Regions from separate parts of the Mus musculus genome. Here regions 1 and 3 are each linked to region 2. Evidence: chromatin contacts called from public HiChIP or PLAC-seq and promoter capture Hi-C data. All regions are on one chromosome and are shown on one strand. The core of a region is the stretch at or near the end of the contact, and the rest is flanking DNA. Distances in the headings are between cores, read along the strand shown.

What was found. Promoter capture Hi-C pulls out the DNA fragments that hold promoters and counts their contacts. HiChIP or PLAC-seq counts read pairs in DNA pulled down with a chosen protein or histone mark.
Region 1: a contact with region 2 is called in a promoter capture Hi-C map of neutrophils, with 5 times the contacts expected there. The contact joins the promoter of Ppip5k2 here to the promoter of Slco4c1 in region 2. A contact is called at or near these places in 9 of 39 promoter capture datasets (cranial neural crest, embryonic stem cells, frontonasal cranial neural crest and 6 more), 1 of 484 Hi-C or Micro-C datasets (embryonic stem cells) and 5 of 115 datasets of contacts at active chromatin or transcription factors (embryonic forebrain, embryonic stem cells, pro-B cells and 1 more).
Region 3: a contact with region 2 is called in an H3K4me3 HiChIP or PLAC-seq map of stem cell-derived neural progenitor cells, with 4 times the contacts expected there. The contact joins the enhancer-like site here to the promoter of Slco4c1 in region 2. A contact is called at or near these places in 7 of 39 promoter capture datasets (cranial neural crest, embryonic stem cells, hippocampal neurons and 2 more), 4 of 115 datasets of contacts at active chromatin or transcription factors (embryonic stem cells and stem cell-derived neural progenitor cells) and 1 of 9 other capture datasets (embryonic stem cells).

Annotation. Positions count from the first base shown.
Region 1 is chr1:97,768,333-97,771,440 of GRCm38.p6, forward strand. Ppip5k2 (diphosphoinositol pentakisphosphate kinase 2) reads right to left here and starts at 1,760. Exons shown (of 28, transcript NM_173760.5): 1 at 1,523-1,760. Gin1 (gypsy retrotransposon integrase 1) reads left to right here and starts at 1,840. Exons shown (of 8, transcript NM_026250.3): 1 at 1,840-1,923.
Region 2 is chr1:96,870,847-96,873,885 of GRCm38.p6, forward strand. It overlaps Slco4c1 (solute carrier organic anion transporter family, member 4C1), which reads right to left and starts at 1,325. Exons shown (of 13, transcript NM_172658.3): 1 at 921-1,325. The coding sequence starts at 1,263. Panct2 (pluripotency-associated noncoding transcript 2) reads left to right here and starts at 280. Exons shown (of 4, transcript NR_131964.1): 1 at 280-410; 2 at 1,344-1,544; 3 at 1,639-1,822.
Region 3 is chr1:97,628,907-97,632,122 of GRCm38.p6, forward strand. No RefSeq gene overlaps it. Among named protein-coding and RNA genes, the nearest start is that of Macir, 32 kb to the right of the region's middle. Within about 2 kb of position 1,490, at least 35 of the 459 cell types and tissues checked have an H3K27ac peak or open chromatin away from gene starts, as enhancers often do. A contact at or near this core is called in stem cell-derived neural progenitor cells, where this site is marked.

The DNA.
Region 1 (3,108 bases), core at 510-3,009, 900 kb after region 2:
CATTTTAGAGGTAGTTCCTATTCCTGAAATAAACTGGAAGACTTCAAAGAATGCTTCCCAGACTCTTCTCATGCATCTACCAAACCCCAAACACATTTCTTAACCTTTTTGTCTCCTTGTGCTCCATACGTACCTTTCCCAATGATCTGTTTCACACCTGACAATGATGTGAGTGCTCAGGGTTTTGTTTCTAATTATCAAACATTTCAAATTATCAGAAAAACTAAATGAACTACTCTTATGCCTAGTATTAGATTCAATAGTCTATCAATTGTTAAATTTAATACCTTTATAATTACCTAAAAACTGAGATAGCAAGCATTGTACAATTATGAGCCTTCTAGTCATCAGTTTTTCCACTTGCCTTTTCAAAAAATAGCCTATGCTGCAGAAAATACATTCGACAGTCTGAAATATGTAATTCTACAGCACATACAGAATTTGCAGAAAGATCACGACTGTCATTTGTCACACACATATACACAAGCACACTATGGATGCATAACCTCTGATAGTTAGTGAAGAAACTGGAATAACAAGAGCAATGGCAGGACAATAGAATACAGATGCTGGATTCAGATCTAGTTTCTAGTAAACACTCAAAGGTTTTCCTGTGGCAAAATGTAACCAGGGTAAGTTCCACTACCTCACTAACTTTCCATTTTCCGGCTTAAAAATATAATAACCTAACAACCTTCACGAGCCTCTTGAAAGGATGAATGACAATATATGTGCAAACCATGTGGTACTGTTACACACTAATATCAGCTATCGTTATATTATTGCTCAAAAACCACGGGTTTCAGTTAGAAAAAAAAAACTGTAATAGTGAAACAAAATCCTGCCCCGGTATAGGCTAATGCTTAAGTCAGCCATGCTTCCTACTTCTGTGTCTTCCAGGACGCAAAAAGCAAAACGACCATTACCACAAACCTCAAGAATGGTAACTCTCAGGAAGTTGTCCAGAACCTCCAGGATGAGATCCAAAGGTCACTATCTACATGGGAGGACGCAACGCTGTGTAATCGATAAGGCGCGGGTGCGGCATTGACCTGCAACCTCGTCTCTTACCTTGCAACGCCGCTGTGCACACACACACAGTGCTTTTGTTCTTTGGAAGTGGGTGTGGAAAGCAAAGACAAGCAGAGCAAAGGATAGGGAATGAAACAGACACCTCTCCCCACAGAAGAAGCCAAACAACGGCGCACCCCTCGGTGAACGGAGATCCAAATACAAGTCGAACGTGGGTAGCTCCCTAACTAGCGGGACTGCAATTTCGGGCTTTTCAAACTCTAGAAATGAAAAGAGGAAGCGACTCGGGAAGCGGAGGAGAAATCAAGCCTGAAAGGGACCCTGGGGATGTTCTGTCACTCGTCCACAAGCACGCTGCCCTCCGCGACTGTCCGTGGCTCTTGCAAGACCACGTGTCCCGCATCCGCACCGTGGAGCAGAGACAAAGCAAACACCTGGAGGCGGCGGCGAGCCTCGGGCTGCCGGAGATGTCGCCTCTCCCGGTCCTCACCTGCCGTGGCTGCGGGCAGCAAGCGATCTGCGGGAGATGCTTGAGCCCATCCAGGTTTCGGTTCCTCCCCCTTTAATTGCGGGGGCGAGGGAAGGACGCTTGTGCCGAGGCGGCTCTCGGAGGCGTGGACCTGAAGCTTCCCTCGCCGGCCACCGCGGAACCGCTGGCACTGGCACACCTCAGGAGCCTCCGACACGCCTCTTCCCTGCCCGCCCTCCACAGGGCTCCCACGGAAACTGCACCGGCCGGAACAGTTTCCGGCGGACCAACGACCCGCCTGAGCCTTCCTGTTCCACAAGCGCCACCAGAACTCCGACCCCCGGCAGTTCCGCTTCCGGTAGCACCAGATAAATCGCGAGAGGAGAGTTAAAAACCTGCCGTTTGCACTTAGGACCACTTCGGTGAGTGGTCGTTCTAGTGTGTTCTGTCATACCTATTTTTCTTTATTTTTTTCTTCATTTTTTTTAAAAACGGAGACGTAGCCTTCCAGTAACTTTAAAACGGTCCCCTTCGACTGCTCTAAGGACGGGTTTGACTAGCGGAGGTTTCGCGCAGGCGCCGTTTGGGGCGGGAGGGCCTTGAACTTGCACAGCGCCGCGGATGGTGGCTGCAAAGAGGCGAGGACTGTTGGGCTCAGGGAGGTGGCGACTCGGTATAATTGAGCTGTCAACGGTCCTTTTCCTGCTTAGGCAAGGATTAGCGGGACCTAGCCCTCAGGGGTCCGTTAACGAGGTGTCAAAAAGCTTGCGGAGCTCTCCCTTGCCGGCGGCGGCGAATGCTGGACTGCCTTCAAAACTCGAGTGCAGCGGCGCTTGTCCGAAGCTGGAGGAGTTTCGTCCTGCATAGTAGTCACCATTCAGTGTGAAAACGTACACCTGTGTAAAGGAACGAGCTCAAGGGGGGTGGGGTGGGGACCTTAAAGCTCTAAAGGGAAAATACACTTTTTAAAAAAATCTCAATTTTCAAAATGGACCTGAATTTGTCCTGTGCGGCTTTATCTGTATGCATATGGAAATAAAGGGAAAAGAGGCAGGGTATGGTCTGAAGTATTGCCGCCTCAGGCTTATCCCTGCCTCCTCCCAGTTAATATATAATTGTACGGGTTCAGTTTTCAGAGATTAAAGCAGAATAATTCAAAAGTCGGAACCCTAATCCCACAATCCTGTGTTTATTAAAACATTACAACTTTTGTGTTTTGAAGTTAGAATACAAACTTACTGTGTAACCTTTCATTGGCTTTAATAGTAGCTTCATGCTAAAAATAAAAAGAATAGTTAATTGTTTTCATTGGTTACGCAAGACAAAATTATAGATGTTAAGCAATAAGTATTGGTAAAAATATTTGTTGTTCTTAACGTTGTACGAGGAACATGCTGTAAAGACCTAATCAAATATCCTGATGAAATTGCAACACTTTGGTGCTCAGCTTTTAACGGAATGCATATGCCCAGCTGCCTCACCCGAGCTGACCGGCCTCCCTATCATGGGACACAGGGCTGTCCAACTGTGACTCAGAATAAACCATTCTCCTTGGTGCCTTTCCTGCTCATTTTATAGTAACAGTGACACGGTAGCTAATGTGGGCA
Region 2 (3,039 bases), core at 75-2,574:
TCAAACTGTTCCACTTTTAGCCCATCCCTCCTCAGATAGTCTTCTTAGAAGAACTTCCCCTTCATTCTATCCCTTGAGTTGAAAGCAAACCCAGCAACTTCAACTTCTTCCTTTCTGCTTCCTTTTCAAAAAACACCTCCCTCGCTCCCTCCACCACACTCAAGGAACCTCCGTTTAGATTGTAAACTCCAGGGGGGATAAATCTTGGCTTAATCTGCTAGTCCCAAGGGAGTTTAAAAGGGCTCCTAGAACAAACAGACACTCGATAACTCCTGAGACTGAAGAGCTGATTAAGGTTCACCCTGCACAGCTGGAAGCCTTCTCTCATTTACTCACAGGACTGCGCTTGTCCCCACATTCTCAAATATCGAGAAAATAAGATTACCTACATCTAATCTACGCTACATAATGTAAGTACTTCTATCCTCGTTCCTCCTTTTGGAAAATCAGTCCACTCCTATTTGCAAAGCCTTTAATCCTCCCTCTGTAAAAACAAACAAATAAACAAATCCCTTCCCTAGATCTCAGTTAGATAGTAGGGTTTTAAAACACAGACTATGACTTATCGTTTTCCCAAAGGAGGATTCTCAGAACCTTCCCTAGAGGAATCCACTCTGCTAAAATGAGGCAGAACACAAAATTAGTAAAAATGCTAAGGGGGAGGGGGGAGGTGTGTTAAAATATGGACCACTCAGAATGTGGCGAACACCCGCAGGCAAGAGCGAACACCCGCAGGCAAGAGCGTCTTCAAGTTCCAAACCCAGGCATGGGGAAGTGGGGGTGGGGGGTTACCTAGAGCAGAGTCAAAGACCCGAACAGTTGGTGGGTTCCCCTGCACCTGCCTCTTTCTCTCCCCAAGCTTGACCCCACCCAACCATCAGCTCAGCCAAAGACCCCCAGAAGCTGGCGCTGGACTTTACCTTGCGTTAGGGCTAAGAGACAGTAGTGAAGCAAAAAGCCTTGGGGGGTGTTGCAGCGCTGGAGACACTGGGGGTGAAAGCCCCTCCACCCGCAAGGTCCCTCCTCAAGCTCGCTTAGCTGTGACCCCGGCGGCTCATCAGAAGCTGGGGGATTCGAAGAAGGCGGGGATGGCTCAGTTGACTTCTGAGGCTCCTCAGATTCCCGAGGCTGCGAACCCCCATTCTGATTCCTGGAGGCCACAGCAGAGACCTCCACCTGGGAGGGCGAAGCAGACGCACGGCGTGGGGTGCCTGGGCTGGAAGGGACGAAAGCCGGGTTCTCTATTCCTTTGGAGCCCTGCATGGTCAAGAAAGGTTCTCTAGACTCCTGTGTGAGTACGATCGGCAAAGGCTGGTTTCTTTTCTGGCTCCGCCCCTGGGCAGGTGACAGCGCCCTAAGGCCGGACTAGTCTCCGCCTCCCGGCCCTCCCCATCTGTCACTGCACGGTCACCGCAGCTACCCGGACACTCCCGGACCTCCGGGACCTAGGCACCTCGAGGTGTCAGCGCTGCTCTGCTCTACACCGGTCGCCCCAAGCGACAACCACAATGCTCTGTGTGGGAGTGAGACCCGGCCTCCGCCAGGTGAGAGAACAGGGCGACACTATCTCGTATGCGAGGGCGCCACTTTCAGGGATCTCAGCACAGCGGTTTTTTGTTTTTTGTTTTTCATTCTGAGCCCAGGGACCAGGAAGTGGCAGAGACTGTGGGAGTCAGTGGGCCAGCGTTCCCCCTGGGTAGGCGTATGAAAACTGCAAACACCGTTGCATCAGGAGACCTTTCAGGAAGACCTGCCTTTGCTTTTTCCTCTGCTGCTAATTTGAAGCAAGAGTCCTCTGCTCCCAGAATCAGGCTGCACTCAGGTATACTGCTTTGAATTCCATGAAAACAATAATAGTACTTTTACCTGCCAACCTTCCTAGAAACAAATCTTTCCTCATCAGCTACATTCACAAGGCAACATAGCCTTCCTTTTAGTTTTAGTTTCTCCAAACTGAAGGAATGACAAAACTTTGAAAACACATCCATGGCATTCTCTGGTGAAAGTGATGAACATTATGTAAAAAATGTGCAATATGAAACAAGAAAACTGATTGAAAACATTGATACAATTTTATGATTGACACTCATTCCAGTCTCTTTATTTACTAAGTCACTGATCATCAGGATGTATTTATTTCCCGTATGCTAAACACTGTTGGGAGTCTGGAAGAGTCTACTCACCAGGACAAGCTGGCAAATACCTCAAACACTGTGCTGCTCACAGCCCAATAGGAAGCAATCCCTAAGAATGCATACACAGAGTACTCTATAAGAATACCATAAATTCTCTCTTATAAAATCTTTTTTTTGGGGGGGGGGATTGTAAATTTTGTACTTAGTGAGTTGAGTGATTGCGATGTAAGCCACATATATGACTTTGAGGAGTCAAAAAGTAGTCTGGATTGCCACTGGACCTGGACGAGCAGAGAGAGGTAAGGACTGCTGTGTTCACTGTTATTGGCCTTTAAGTGAGTGTAATTGCTGTTACATACGCTTCACACATTGAAGAATCTGTGCCCCAAGGAGAACCAAAATCCCTCCCAAGGCAGCACACTGACAATTCATGTAGGGAACTGGAACTTAGTTTTCGCACTATCTCATTATCTGTCTTTTAATTACCTCAGCCTACATGTAATGGTTAGATTATTACATAGCCATTCTCAAAGATCAAAACAAATACTTAGCCCAGTGCGTTAGTACTTGAGATACAGAGGCAAGCAGATCTCTGTTGTGTTCAATGGCACCATGGTCTACAATGGTGAGTTCTAGGACAGCTAGAACTACATAGAAAGAGCCTGTCTCACCAACAAAAACTTCATGCTTCACTGATACGAGGTTTTGAACATAAGAAGTTCTAAATGTCAGATTCTGGGGGAATTAGCTATGATACATAATCCTCCTAGCCCTCTTCCAAAAGAATTGGATTTAAAATAGACATCGGTATAAATAGATATCATCTTATTTTCTGAGAAGTAGGAAGTATTCCAGAAAAGCTGGATTTGATGAGATGTGGTTACCCTTGTTGTAAATTTAAATA
Region 3 (3,216 bases), core at 240-2,739, 760 kb after region 2:
CTTCCCAACCCACTTGAGATTTACTATTTAGGAAATCTATCTCCACTGCCTTTTATAGCACCAGAGTAACCACTGAGGACAGCTCTCAGGTTCGTAACTGTAATGAGTGCCAACGCATCAGCAGTGAGACCACTCGGGCATTCCGCCCTCACTCCCCAGCTCTGTACAAGATGCTTCAGTGCAGCTTACTAGGTAAATGTCACAGTTCCATGCCACATGCCTCAAGGACTTTTCCCAGCACTAATATGCCTACTTCAGGATGAGCAACACTTCAACCCCATCAGAATTAGCCATCCTCTAAATTCAATGTAATAAGACTGCGTTTTCCTCACTGTTCTGCCTTTGCGCATAATTTATTATCATTTCACATGAGAAGATAAAGCTCAGAGCACACATTCACGACGCCCTTACCCTTTGCAGTTTTAAATACTGGTAGCAACTCCAACTATAATTAGGTGTCTTCTCAGAGCACCTATCAGAATTCCCACTGAAGGGGAGGTCAGAGGCCAGATGTCAGTGTTTACTACCATAAGGTATCCTCAAATTCCCTTTTAGTCTTTCAGGAGATAAAAAGGGGGGGGGGGAGCCACAAACTCATACTCACAGTCCCTGCAGAATTCTTCGTGTCCTGGCAAAGCTAGGAAAACCAGGACTGCCCAGGGTCATTTCAAAGACTATAAATGTACTTAATATGTGTATATAAACTTGGTCTTTTTATTTTTTCCTTTCTTTCTTGTAGCTTCTGAACGTACCTGAAACATCACAGATACCATAGTATATATACAAATGGAAAAGAAAAGAAAGCAAGCTATGACTGCTAACTAGTATCTAATACCAAAATACAATGTCTGCTGAGTACGATGTCAGACAGCCCTCAGCATCATGGCAGCCTCTTGATGAAGGGAAATATTTTCATCTAGGACTTCCCGGGAAAGGTCTTAGCTACATGGAGATGAAACAAGAACAAAACCGTCCTGTTCAGAAGAGTCTCACAGGTGGGAAAAGGGAAGACCTAATTCATTGGATCTGTCTCTTGTCCTCACCTAAATATGTTGGCTGTGTACTAACCTGACAAACGGGCTCATGGTTCTTATTGCAAAAGTAGGTACCAACCTCAGAAGTCCCATTTTCTCAAAAGCAGAGCATCCCATCCCAGCACCCCATCAAGTCAGGTGCCAAGGACACTAACTGCATTACAGTTCCCACCCTACTCACACAGTTAAAGCACAGATGCATCACAAGATCACTGTCCCTCTCAGTTTAATGGGTCTTTGTTTTCGGAGAACAACAGGAATTATAGGAGCAGAGGTCTTGCATCATCCAACTATAAATAGCTGTTGTTAAATGTGGTTCTCTGTTGTTCGAGTTTCAAAATGAAGCTGATACTTGGAAGAGAACGTTCATCTATTGGACAGTTTACGGTTCCCAATGATGTCATCGTATCTAGGTGATTAAGGACCTATTTGGTTTTCCAATCACACAAATCAGCAGCTCTCAAAGGGAATTTTAATCAGAAGCCTTGCCTGCTGAGCTAAGACTGTCCCTGGGAACAAGGCATTACTAACCTTTCCTGCATAGCAAATTTAAATTTGAATCATTGGGCTGCTTAGGATTTCTGCCATTTCCCAGTGGAATAAGATTAGAGATGAACTTTCAGGTTCATCCATACATTACAAACACAAACGCAGAAGCTGTGAAGAGCCAGAAGCAGAGTGATGTCTTTCCCTGGACGCAAAGGTCACTGCTGTTTTCGTCCATTCATTCCAGCTGACCACGTCTCCCTACGCTGACTGTCCCATTTAGAGAACTCAAATTGGAAAATAGCTGTCCTTACGAGTTTGCAGCATGGTCTGCATTAAGATCATCTACTAAATTTAACTTTGTTCTCCTTTGTATGTCAAAGGGAAAGTAGTTTCCCTTGTGACAAAACAGACCTAAAATGCTTCATTTTTTTTAACGTGGAAAATAATGTTATATTTATCAAAATAGTACTATTTTTCCTTGTATGACTGAGGAGTAAAAAGAAAATAAAATCCCTAGGTAAATATTTTTAGAGAGATTTGTTTACTGTCAAAATAAGCATCTTAAGGCACAAACTCATGAAGCTGCTAGGTTATCAGGTATTCATTAGGCAGAATGAGGAATCACAGCAAACAGATCCCACAAGATAGGATGGAAATCACATAGCAAACAAATCCCTAACCACTGTGGAAGCAATGTATGAAAAACGTCAATGCTCATCACATGATCTCTGCCATGAGGTTCCAAACTGTTTTCCCATTTCTAAAGCTATAATCATAAAGGGTGTCTATCATGAAATAACATGCAGGATACTACACCATCCAAGTTAGTAACTGAAGACCCAGAAGACGGGACCTAGAAGAACTTAACCTACAGTTACACCAAAATATGAGGGAAACGAGCAGCTTAGGGCTTCTGATGCCCACTATAAAACATATTGTCTGAAAGAAAGGTCATTCTCTAAGGTCATTCTGCATTTTCCCCTAAACACATGTGGAGTGAGATGTTTTCATTTTAATCCCAGGTGTGGGGATATGGGGCTGCTTCACAACAGGCGACTATGATTTTCTCATGATCTAGCAGGGGCATGATTTTGCCAACTGTAAATATTTTCTGTAAATATGTGACATTTGAAATTCTTGGAACTTTCCAAAGGGTATATACATGCTAGGGCCCCAAGAGGCATGGCGGGTTGATGGTTGGTTGCAGTTTGTTAAGTAGTTGTGTACAAAGAAAGAGAAAAGGAGGAGGAGGAGGAAAAGAAATTAGGTATCCTGACAGCAAAGAGCAGACCTGCCCTAAGGAACTACATGCCCCTAATCAGCAGGAAGTGGTGTAACAATACCCTTGCCCCCTTTCTACCCCACTTTATTTGGGATTTCTTTCTCTCTCCTCTCTATCCTTCTTTCTCTCCTACCTAGTGTTAGGGGATTGAAAAAAGGAATCCACAAAGTAGTCAAAGACAGTTACATACCTGGCCTTGAAAGTTAACTGAAAGTTAATCTTCAGTCTAATTTAGGTAGCTACACAGTAATATTTAATTCCAAAATAAGTTAATTATCTCTACGTATCAGGAAACACTTAACAATTTTTACATTTGTGGGGAGGCGTGTGTGGGTGTGTATGTGTGAGAGAGGGGAGCAGGGGGGGAGAGATGGGGGAGGGAGAGAGTTACTTTTGAAGAACAACTTCGAG